Linked DNA regions of Mus musculus: regions 1 and 2 are each linked to region 3. The links are chromatin contacts, called in public Hi-C maps. All regions are on one chromosome and are shown on one strand. Each heading gives the region's core, a stretch centred on a gene start, on an enhancer-like site or on the middle of the called end of the contact. The rest is flanking DNA. Distances are from core to core; before and after follow the strand shown. Region 1 has its middle 15 kb from the start of Gm32748. Region 2 has its middle 17 kb from the start of Tmem26. Region 3 holds the start of 4930423B08Rik (a long non-coding RNA gene).

Region 1 (3,806 bases), core at 146-2,645, 970 kb before region 3:
CAGTCTCTTAAAATTCTTCGGGGTGGGGGTGGGAGGAGTGTGGGGGGTTGGCGTGAGGTCATGGCTTACAACTCTTTTTAAAAGATGTAAGTTTCACGACTCCCTGTACACCAAAGAACAACTTCATTTCATATTCCTTCTGGAGTGTCTTGACTGTAGCCATTAGCAATCCATCCTCCGTTTTCCTAGCCCGTATTTTCTTACAGCCTCGCCGAGAGACGCCGAGTTTTTGACCCAGTGTGAGAAAATATTAAGATGGTTCTGAGATTTCATCACCCGACGAAAATAAGGAATCCCCAAACTGCAGGGTCATGGATGGACTTTGGGGCTCGGGTTTCCAGAGGGGTCAGATTTCCCCTGGCTCCTCAAGTCTAGTGGAGAGAGGCTGGGTCTGAAGCAGTATCGGTTTTTCTGGCACCAGAACCACGGCTGAACACTAATGCGTTTAACAGTTGGACTTATTTTTAATCTACTGTATTAGGGAGCGCAAATTTAATCAAGAACAAAATGTTACCGACGGTGTTTTTGTTTCTGCGCATGCATACATTCCCAGTGCTGTCTCCGGTTCTCTTGAGCTACAAGCTCTCTGACTTATTTCATAACATTAGATTTTTTTTTTTTTAAGTGCCAATGTTTGTGGAGGGTGAAGAAGGAGAGAAATAAGGAGCTGGAGACGCCCCCCCCCCATCATTAAAGAAATAATTGCAGTACAGATTTTTTAACAATTGCTCTCCCTGCAGTGAATGTTGTTATGGACGGAGCTAATAAATGTCTTCAACCATTACTGCTGGGATACACTTTTGGCTTATTTTTCTGCCATTGGGAGGCATGGCTGGGTTGAGACATTCGGTTTTTTTTTTTTTAGCTCCCCCCCCCACCCCCCCCCCCCCCCCCGCCAACACCACCCCCCCTTAATCAAAGAAAGAGATCTTATCTCCCTAGCCAGCCTAGCTTACCCCCTCCCTCTGCCCTCCTCCCTGGATGCCTAGTTTACTGAAACCTGACTTGCAGGTCAGGGAACTGGTAACAGATTAATTTTACTCAAAGAGGAACACTAAGTATTTTGGCTGGGACACATGAGAATCCTGTTATAATATTACCATTTTCCCCTTTCTAAATTAAATATTAGGAAAAATTAAGCCAAGTAGTGGCCCACGCTACAGTGGAAAGTATTTCTCTCACAAACACGGGGAGATAAATGCTTGTGTGAGTGAAGGCACAATAAATACACATTATGTTAAAAAACCTAAGATTATGCAGGTTTTAGAGTTATAGCTAAAAGTGGTTTAGTGTTTCATGCCTAATAATAGATTACGCCTATCATATTTCCAACCTTCATTTCTCCTCCCTTTGAAGTCCAGCCATATAAAGGTTGTTTGTTGAACCACACTAAAGTTAAAGCAAACATTACTTAGGGTGATTCATACTGGCAAGAATTTGCAATGAAGGCAGTGGTGTGTGTGTGTGTGTGTGTGTGTGTGTGTGTGTGTGTGTGTGGTGTGCCTGAGTCAAAGGAAATGAAATGTTTGTAATATTTTTTTTCGGTTGATAAATTTATTAAAACATTCTAGAAGCTTCTAAGGGAAGCAGGGCTGACATACATAGACTCTCTGCAAACAGATTACACCCGGGGCCCCGTGGGGGAGGCAGACCTTAAAAGAGGGAAAAATTCTCTGGATTTCAGAAATTGCCACCAGGTCACAGCAATACTTAATTAACTGAATCCATTAACAGAAGGCTGTAACCTAGTTGTTAAGAAGAAGGAAAAAACAAAAGACAAAAAAAACCACACACACACACACACAAAAACAAAACAAAACAAAACAAAACAAAACAAAAAACCAAGAAAACAAAAAACAAAAAGAAAGAAAGAAAAGGAAGAGCAAAGTTAGGGAGTAGCTAGATTCATTTACTCCTCTGTTCTGTGCTTAGGATTAGCCTTTCAGAATGAGCAACCTGATTTTTTTTTTTTTAAAGGATCCATTTACCTTCCAGGCCTTTTCATAGCAAAACATTTTGTAGGGTTGCAAAAGAGATTAATTTGTTGCCAGTTGCTCCATACTGGCAGGGTTTCTGAATAAAGAATGTAAGCAATCTATCTTTGTTTGTAAGATATAATTAATCTGGCAGTTAAAATTCTTTGGAAACATTCTGATGACTTATGTGGAAAAGTGGAGCAAAGATTTCAAAGAAAAACTCAGAACTGTGTGCAGGGGAAGATAAAAGATATATGAAGTGTTTGTTCTAAGCGATACTATTCATTTACAGATCATAACGTAGCCCCACCCTGGCAATTATTCTGGAAAACAAGACAAATCTTTGTCTAGAGCCTTCTGACGGCGGTCTTGATTTGACAAACAAAATAAGCACATTACTGTTGTACTCTAATAGACTGCAAGCTGTTTTATTAGAGTCAGCTGAATCCTGTTTTGCATAAAAAAGAACACTGTTTGCTATGGAGAACACATTTATGTTAATAGGACTTTGACAAAGTAAAATAAAATCGCATTAAGATGCTGCAAAGAGATAAGACAATGAAATCTCCGGGAGAGAGAGAGAGTTTTGGCACACACTAATTACAGTCACGTCCCTGCAGGAAAAGAATATATTTTTACACCAACTATCCATGTGTTTGAAAATGCAGAGAGCTTAAAGCATAATTCCTGGTCTCGGCATTTCCTGGATGCGTCAGGCCCCGTGTGTCACTAAGGTGGTGACTGTTTTAAAGGAGTCTATCTGATAAATCCCACTTTCATTTTCAGCAGCAAAGGCAGGTTTCTTTCTGAATGTGAGCGAGCCTGCCATCATCCTGCTTAGTTTGAAGGGACTTTCCAATATAGGGCCGCTGAAAACAAGGTTTTAGATTACATGGTAATTTAGGAATGCATGAAAAGTGAAGCAGTTACCATAATAGGGTTCTGGGTAAACTTCATGGTTTTTAGAGCAAAACATAACAACATATGTTTTGTGATTTGTCTCAATGATTATATACATATATATATATATGTATATATATATATATATGTATATATATGCAATTTTGTTCGGGTACTATCAAAATATTTGGAGGCCTCATCTGTGCACAGCATTTTTATAACCTTATTTTGAAAACTGATGTCTCTTCTTTTAGTTCAGTCATTAAAAGGCAGGCGATGATGGACGCCTGAATGCCTTGGGTTTTATGACTAGTCAGTTCCTGGCAGCGGCCATATTTCTTCCCTAGTGAAACTTTAATATTCCTTTGGCCTTGTTTAGGCTAAAAAAAAATTTTTTTTTTTTTTTTCAGGATGTGTGTGTGGGGCAACTTTGCTACTCTGGCTGGCTACTTATAAATATCACCAACCAGATATCATACCAAGCAGATATCTGCCTCTCCCCCGCCCCCTGCTCCCCACCCCCCATGACTTAACACCCCACAAAATGAAGAGGCCAGAAAGGGAGACCTATTCTCCCTGGCTTCTAATAAATACTTCCTGCCCTGTGATTATGCTAGATTCTTTCCTGTTAAAAGAGGCAGGGTTATGGAGAAAACCTTGTCGGTGGACGGCGGCGCTATTGAAGGGAAGTGAGCCTCCTTGGAGTAGAACGGGACTGCTATTTGAATTGCTGCTTTGGAACTTGTCCTGAATGAGGCAGCTTTTATGAGAGGCCCGATTTTCAGCCCAGACTCTTTGATCTTCTTGAAGTTGCAACACCAGACACCAGGTGTCTCCACTTAGCTGAGCTGAAGGTCCTGGGAAAGAAGGTTGTGTCTCCAGAAAGGTTGACTGAAGCCTTGCCTTCCTTAGGGCTCCTTGCCTGGGGAA
Region 2 (4,158 bases), core at 7-2,506, 620 kb before region 3:
TCACCACAGTACTCAAAATTGTTTGTTTATTCTTTTTTTCAGCCTCCCTCCCTATGACTGGTGACACCAACATACTGTTTTGAAACCATAATATGGAATCTTGCCCAAGACATTGAGGAATTTATGATCCAACTCTCTAAACATCAGGAAAATATGTTGTCTGGTTGATTTTTTTTAAAGAAGAGCTTCACTTAAGATCTAGGTCCAGCATGTGAATTGAAGAGAGAAATCAAAATAATGAGCACATACCCACCATTGGACTGATGCTTTAAAACTAACATTTGTCCTCTGAGATCATAACAAATATTTTAAGCTTTCATCTAGGATCAGGAGGCCAAATTAGACTTTGTAACATAACCAGTAGACATTCATTCTCTCTCAGCTCTAGAGGCCTGACATTCCAAGACGAAGTCCCAGCAGATTATATCCTAGTGACCCTTGTGCCCCCGGATTTAAAAGGCTACCTCTGGATATGTTTCCATGTGGGCATTTCCCCCTCTACTTCGCACTGCCTTTTTCTTTAAGAAAGCCAGTCTTCCTGGGCTAAGGCTTTACCTCTATACATCCATCTGTTCTCGGTGACCTGCAAATGCCCCTGTCTTCAGATACGGTCGGGTCTGAGGCTTTCATATATGAATATAGAGTGATGGACTCAATTCAGGGCATTACATTCTGATGAGATGTCAGGAGAGAAGCAAAATACTTTACATCATCTTCCGAGGAAAGACCTAATTTTTAATTATACATAGGATAGATGTAGTCTGGTATAGGAGCATGGTGTTTTTCTTTTTCTCACTTGCTGATTATATATGATTACTGTAGGTGTATGATGGGGATGGTAGGTAAGTTCAGAAGAGAAAAATTATAAGAGTTGTGTCTGTGGTCAATTTGGGTGGGCCCCAGGATACCCAAGAATCCAACCATTGTTCTGCATATCTCTGCAAGTCTGAATTTGGATGAGATTAGCGCTGGACCACAGTGTGTGAAGTTCTCATGCAGCAAATCAAAGATGTGAATGGAAGATGCTGAGTTTTCCTCCAAGAGAAGAAGAGATTCCTCCTGTCTGTCTGTCTTTTTGAAGGAGAACGTCTTTCTGTTCTGGAGGTCAAAGAACTGAGACTCACAGTTATTTCTTGTTTCTATGGATCCCTCTCAGTCCTTCTCAGTGTCAAACTGGATCTAGATGTGGAAAGTGGATTGTGGTTGATTCAGTTTCTCTTGGGAACTCTGACTCATGCAGATGTGAATCTCCAAAGCCAGCGGTCTACTCCTCCTTACTTGTTCATGTGCATTGTGACTCTTGCCTACTTAGTCATGGTTGTCATCCTGTTGTTGCAAAATTTAGAAATCAGAAAAATCTCAGCCATCATTTCTAGTTTTATGACTCCTTGTGTGAATCAGAAGCTTGAGTGATTACACAATATTCAAAAGACGAAGAAAAGAGTCTTCTGAACTTTCTGATGCACAGGCCACATGGCCTAGAAGGAATCATTTGTCAGCTGTGACATCTAGATTCCTCCCTCTGTAAAACGGGAATGAAATATATCCCCTTTCATCTCACAGCATCTCTTCAGATCTCATGATAGCACATGTCAAAGTTCCTTAAAAGTATGAGTCTGTTGTGTAACAGAGTTTGCTAGGAATGCTGCATGGTGTACACATGACTTTGTTAAGATGGGTTTATCTTGAATTAAATGTTTCTACACCTGGCACTGGAGGTACACCTCAGCAGCTAACAGCACTTGCTGTTCTTGCAGAAAACGGGGTTGGGTTTCCAGCACCCACACGCTGGCTCATAGTCATCTGTAATTCCAGTTCCACGAAACCCGGTGACTTCATCTGGCCTCAGCAAGTACTGAATGCACATACATACATGAAGGCCAACACTCATACATTAAAAATAAATAAACTTTAAAAAATGTTTATAAGTTTCCAAAACTTAGGAAACATCTTTTGGAGGTAGACACCTTTGGGAAACTTCCAGGCAGCTAAGGCCACTCTTCCTTCTCATTCACTGTCCTGGCTGACTTGGGAAATTCAGCAAAGATTCACTCTTCTAGCGAAGGTTCTAGAATTCTTCCATGACCAATGTTTCCATAAGGCACCAGAGGACCAGAGGAGGCACATGCATCATGGTAATCTCCAAATGACTGATCCTATGGGCTAGCCTCTTCTATAAAGGTCACATCTAGATGGTGATTGTCCCATGTAACACAGAGATGTTGGTGGAGTTGAACATATGGAGTATGAATCATTGCTGTTAACAATGGGAGCACAGTTTCATCTCAATTAGCTTTCCTAAGATGTTTTCAGCATGTCTTTCAGTATGGTAAGCCCTAATGGTCAGAATGATGGGCAGTTCTTTTTTTCTTTTTCCTGTATAGAACTCTAGACCATGGGGATGAACACTTCAGAAAAGAGTGAATTGCAAGGAAGAGCAGCATCAAATAAAAAAAAATGTCAAGAGTAGAAAATATGCTGAATTAGTCTACTTTCCTCTCAATCCTTTCTCACCTTCCACCTACCACTCCGAGCAAGAATCCTTCTGAGAATATTTTCTCAACTATTTTTTCTTTTGTTCAAATTACACAGAAAAAAAGAATTGTGTGATTAAAGCCAGCAGAAGGTTTTGTGTTTCTTTTTGTCACTGAGTCATAAAGAAAGAAAACAAAACACACTAGGCTCAACCTAAATCTAACCAATCACATAACTTTATTAAACACAGCATCAACAGAAAGAAAATATGTAGTGCTTTCCCAGGAAGGAATAGTGCCAAGAATAGAGTAATTTTCTGGCTTTGTCTTTGATATCTATAAATTTTGTTCCATGTGGTTCACTATGTTACTGAACAGCTGTTGATATTAAACATGAGGAGAAAATCACAAATAGACAGTAAAATACATCAGGGGTTAGCAGATACTAACTAGCCATACCCCACAAGGACCCTATTCATATGTATTTTAAACCTCAGACTAAGCAAAACATTTTCTTTTCTATTATTCTATCTCCTCATTTTTTTTTTTGTGGCCAAGTGTGTATTGGATACAAAACTTGTTCAGACCAAAACTTGGCATGTGAGCTCTTGATTTGACTGCAGTTGGGTTACCACCAATTTGCAAAAATGAAGTATGAATAATAATCTTACTTATGAGAGTGCAAAGTAAAATAAATCTTTGCTTTGCCATCTTATCAAGGAATATAAATCGATCTGGCATGCAAGTCAACCTTAATTTCTTATGTAAAGGTTCCAGATGTTGTTACAGCTCTGTTTTATAAATATAACCAGCATGTTAGACATAATGATAGATCTAAAGATGCCATAGATCTCAGACATGGCTCTTGCTCAATGAACTCCATCCAAGCCTTGAGCCATATGATTCAGAAACTCGACTGGGCTCACTTGAGAGCTTTGCCTCGATGCCTATGCTTCTGGCCACCAAAGGCTCACTGGTGAACCTCCTCCTGCTCCAGCAGAGGATTGGACATCAGCTCCCAGCAGCTCCCCACTTCTAGTACCCTCAGTTCCAGGGAAATCTGAGGCCACTGACTTCCACAGGAACCTAAGCACATGGGCAGTGTCACATAGATATACAGCATTAAAAAACAATAAGAGTAAATCCATAAAAGGGGAGGTTTACAAACGTTATCATAGCCTGCACTGAGACTAGCCTGCCAGCTTGACAAGTGAAGTAGGCCCAGACCCTCACTCAGTGTTGCTCCTTTCCCTGCTTATGTCAGGCTTTTGGGCAGATGTTTTTTTCCTGTTTGCAACCAGCGATCCCTCATCAGAAGTTATCCCCAACCCATATCCCTGCCTTGGTTAATACTTATTTATCTAACACATGTGATCATGCCAGTGTGCATGTGCATGCACGGACATGGAAGGGCAACTTGCAAGAGTCTATTCTCCATTTCTACCATGTGGGTAGGTTCCAGGGGTCAAAGTTGGGGAGGTGCTTTGGCAGCAAACACCTTTACCCACTGTGGTATTTTCAATAAGAATGACCACCATGGGCTCATATATTTGAATCCTTGGTTCTCAGCTTGTGAATTGCATAGGAAAAATTAGGAGATATGGCCTTTTCTGGGAAATGTTTGCCACCAGGAGAGGCCCAAAACAGAGTCTCTCTCTTTCTACCTCTTGTGTGGGGATCAGAT
Region 3 (4,005 bases), core at 1,170-3,669:
ATTGTGCCTAGAACTTCTGATCTAGGAGAGGGTCAAAGAATAAATACTCCCATGCTCACCTCTACTCTAAGTGTGGTTTTGCTTAACTTTATATCTCTAGTTTCTGATAGATGCTACTCACCAATTACAAGTTGGATGGATGGATGCATGCATGGATGGATAGGATAGGTGGGTGGGTGGATGCATGGTTGCATGGATGGATAGAAGGATGGGTGGGTAGGTGGGTGGATGGATGGGTGGGTGGGGGGTGGGTAGGTGTATGGATGAGTGGGTAGATGGATAGATGGATGGATGAATGAGTGGATGTATGAATGGATGAGTGAGTAGATGGATGGTTACGTGGGTAGATGGATAGATGGATGGATGAGTGGGTAGATGGATGGATGGTGGAGTATATTGGTATATAGATGTGTGAATAGACAGATGAATAGGTGAGGGAGTGGACAGGTAGGCGAACAAGGATATACAAACCATCACACAGGTAGATGAAGAACTAAATAATGAACTTCAGAGTATGGTAGATGCCAAAATTTATTATAGTTTAGGTAATAAAAATAGTTTTGAAAGATGATGTATAAATACACTTGGTATAAGTACAAAGTCATCTTGGTGTGCTCCTGAGAAGGACACTGCAGCCCTGTCACGGACCAGAGCTCCACACAATGGAAGGCTATAAACAGCAGGCGGCATCACATGAGGGTTTTGCAATAGAAGGTTCACAGGACACAACTGTCTCCATCACTCAGGGTTAAGCTGTTTGGAAATGGAAACAGTCATGCCCTGTGTATTACTTTATCCAAAAGATGCCAGGCTCCCTGCATGGGCCCAGACCATCTATTGGCCTCTGTTTGAGGCAGGTTGCCAGGATCCTTTCTGCCAAGGAATTGCTGCAGTCTTTCCAAATAGGGAGTGAGCCAGTTCAGCAGATGTATTCTTGTTTGTAAAACTCTCCGAATTTCCCCTGATCAAGTGGGAAGGCCTATGCACACTGGCTCTGAGGACAGTGGGGGGACACTCAGTCATAGGCCTAGACTGCATTCAAGGGTCTGGTTCCAAAAAGGCCACCTTCAGTGGTCCCTCCAGGGGAAACCTGGAGGTCACCTGGGACCCTCTAAGACATTGGAGCTCAGTCTTCCTAACGCTGAGACCCTTTGATACAGTCCTCATGTCTTGGTAACCCCCTAACATTAAATTATTTCATTGCTATTTCATAACTGTAATGTTGCTACTGTTGCGAATCATAATGTACATATCTGAGATGCAGGATATCTGATATATCAACCCTTGAGGTGAGAAACTGACTCTCCATAGAAACAATAAGCCCCCAGGCCAGGCACCATGTTACTGTTAGGTTTACTGTCTTGGGTAAAATGGCATAGTAACCAGATGTCGTGAAAAAGGGAGCAAACCAATTCTCAATAGCAGGCAAACTGAGGCTTGGAAAGTCATTTCCCCCGTGAACCAAAAAAGCATCCAAAGGCCTCTCCACGGCCAGCCTGCAGCCAGCCCTCTTCTCCGGCTTCCTGCTAACAAGCAGGGTTACCTGTTATATTCTGGCAACAGAACCTTTGTGTATGGGTGGTCCTGTTCCCCCAATTGGTTCTTGGTCTCTCAGTAAAGACGCCATGGGCCAATCACTGGGCAGGAGAGATAGGCAGGACTTCCAGGTCCCGAGAGGCAAGGAGAGACCAGAGTTCCTGGTGCTTCTGATGAAGAAAAGGTGACCAGCCCCGTGAGATCTTGGGTGGAGCAGCCGTATGTGACCACTCCCACAGGCAGGGAAGTCGGAAGTGATTAAGTAGGATGTAACTGAGCTACTAAATCTGAGGGCAGGTGGAGAAGTGCGGAGATAAGAATATTGATGAGGGCAAGCTTTTCCTGGCGGGAGATAGTATCGCCCAGCAATTGTATCAAAAGGCAGATTGAAATTGAACAACTGTGTGTCTGTGTCTTTTATCTGTGGATTCCTGGGAAGCTGGGTGGGGGCTGGTAGCGCTGCCCATTCCCGGATCCTGGGCAGGGTAGCAAAAGCTACTTGCAACACCTTTGACTGGAACTGAAGGTGAGACACTCAGACAGACCTGGCCACCACGTGTTTAAGCTGTCTTCTCCTCTCTGAGCTTCGCGTGTTATTGTCTTCAGATCGTTTGTTTGAAAACAGAGCTCATGTTGGCTTGGAATTCATTATGCTCCTGCCTTGCTAGTCATACAGGCCTGTGCCACCTCACCGAGATTTCAGTTACCTTCTGGATAGAGCCTGGACCAGTTGCGGAAGCCACAAGCATCGCCAGCCATCTTGGTCCCTGGATGACTATCTGTATTCAGTCACTAAGCTGTCTTTTTATGGCCCAGTGCTATGACTACAGAAAAAAAAAAAAAAAAAAAAGGAAGACACGCCCATTGTGAGGTATTTCCCATCATGCCTTGCAGCAATTAGCCAACCCTCAACAAGGTGTATCAGGCCGTCGTGGAGGGTCCGCTCACCTGCCTCAAATGTTATCATCATAAATCATGAGCAATTCTCTTCTCAGTCATCAGATCCAAACAGACCTCACTGGCTTTGGAAAGCTGGCCCGGTAAGCCTGTCGCAGGGCATTATGTGTGGCTCAGCAAAGATGCAGGACAGGATTGGTAAACTCTGAGCGCTCCACGACACTCAACATGTGTGTTCATTCATAAGACAGATACATTTACACTGTGCTGCCAATAATCCTAGCATGATTTAAACATAACCCTAATAAGAGAGGGATTAAATCTATACATAAAAGTTAATGAAAACGTGACATTTCTCCTTATAACATTTAGATTGTCTTTCATACCCCTTGCGGGATGCTATTCATTTAAGCCCTGGAGCCTCAGCTTTCTGGGGTGGAAACCTTGTTTGTGGAGACATGACTGGTTTCAAGGAATAATGGAAACCTCTTGGGTAGCTTACACTCAGGCAACACCTTTCGCTGAGCTATCTCCAGGTCCTGTCCAGGTTGCAAGTGTGGACTGTGTGTTATCTGACAGTGCAGACTCCAAGTCTGTTGCCAGGGTAACCAGACGACGAAAGCTGTGGGGTGGAATAAAATGTTTTATTTATCTTGTTTTCTGTTAAAGCTAGCAGAACAGCCCCAAGGGGTGTGCTGGGTCACCAATGGTGACTATTTAAGGATGAATGGATGGCTGGATATATAAAGTCATTGTTAGCCCACAGGAAAACCACAGCTAAGATGTCATTCTTAGGCAGGTGTGGCCACTCAAACCAGTAATCCCCGGACTCTTACGGAGCTGAAGCAGAAAGATCATAATTTCAAGCCTAGCCTGGGTTATGGAATGAAAGCCTTAAAAACAATAATAAAATCCACAAAATAATTCCCTTCCCCAAACTCTCCATCACAGATGAGACTACTACAGCTCCCCTCAAAGGAACACGCAAGAGAGCAAAACTAGCCGCAAGTGCGAGAAATTGCTGTTATTAAGTAGTGCATGATTATTCGAGTACAATGAAGAGACGTGACATCATTCCTCACAAAGCGTCTACTCTACTCTTAAAAAAATAAAACAGAAAGCCAGGCTGGAGACTTACACCTATCATCTCAGCATTGCAATTATATTTTGAGTGCTGGGCCTTCCTGGACTTCAGCATGAGATCCCGTTTCAAAAATTTCAAATACAAGGGTTGGAGAGACAGCTTAGCAGTTAAGAGCAGAGCACAGGCTGCTCTTGAAGAGGACCTGAGTTCAAGTCCCAGCATCCAGTGGCTCACAAAGACCTATAACTCGGGGCTGGCGAGATGGCTCAGTGGTTAAGAGCACTGACTGCTCTTCCGAAGGTCCCAAGTTCAAATCCCAGCAACCACATGGTGGCTCACAACCATCCATAACGAAATCTGATGCCCTCTTCTGGAGTATCTGAGGACAGCTACAGTGTACTTAAACCTATCATCTTAAAAGACCTATAACTCCAGCCCCCCAGAGGGGCCACACCCTCTCCTGGCCTTCAGCCACGCCCTCTCCTGGC

The links. A called contact is a pair of places that touch in the nucleus more often than the background predicts.
Region 1: a Hi-C map of uterus shows a contact between it and region 3, with 5 times the contacts expected there. The contact joins the enhancer-like site here to the promoter of 4930423B08Rik in region 3. A contact is called at or near these places in 8 of 484 Hi-C or Micro-C datasets (the AML12 cell line, cerebral cortex, cortical neurons and 2 more), 1 of 115 datasets of contacts at active chromatin or transcription factors (kidney) and 1 of 9 other capture datasets (adipose tissue).
Region 2: a Hi-C map of the C2C12 cell line shows a contact between it and region 3, with 4 times the contacts expected there. The contact joins the enhancer-like site here to the promoter of 4930423B08Rik in region 3. A contact is called at or near these places in 5 of 39 promoter capture datasets (the 3T3-L1 cell line, the C10 cell line, liver and 1 more) and 2 of 484 Hi-C or Micro-C datasets (the C2C12 cell line and adipose-derived mesenchymal stem cells).

The regions. Positions count from the first base shown.
Region 1 is chr10:68,353,531-68,357,336 of GRCm38.p6, forward strand. No RefSeq gene overlaps it. Among named protein-coding and RNA genes, the nearest start is that of Gm32748, 15 kb to the left of the region's middle. Within about 2 kb of position 1,396, at least 118 of the 459 cell types and tissues checked have an H3K27ac peak or open chromatin away from gene starts, as enhancers often do. A contact at or near this core is called in the AML12 cell line, adipose tissue, cerebral cortex and 4 more, where this site is marked.
Region 2 is chr10:68,704,390-68,708,547 of GRCm38.p6, forward strand. No RefSeq gene overlaps it. Among named protein-coding and RNA genes, the nearest start is that of Tmem26, 17 kb to the right of the region's middle. Within about 2 kb of position 1,257, at least 39 of the 459 cell types and tissues checked have an H3K27ac peak or open chromatin away from gene starts, as enhancers often do. A contact at or near this core is called in the C2C12 cell line and adipose-derived mesenchymal stem cells, where this site is marked.
Region 3 is chr10:69,325,842-69,329,846 of GRCm38.p6, forward strand. 4930423B08Rik (a long non-coding RNA gene) reads right to left here and starts at 2,420. Exons shown (of 2, transcript XR_380547.3): 1 at 2,244-2,420; 2 at 514-753.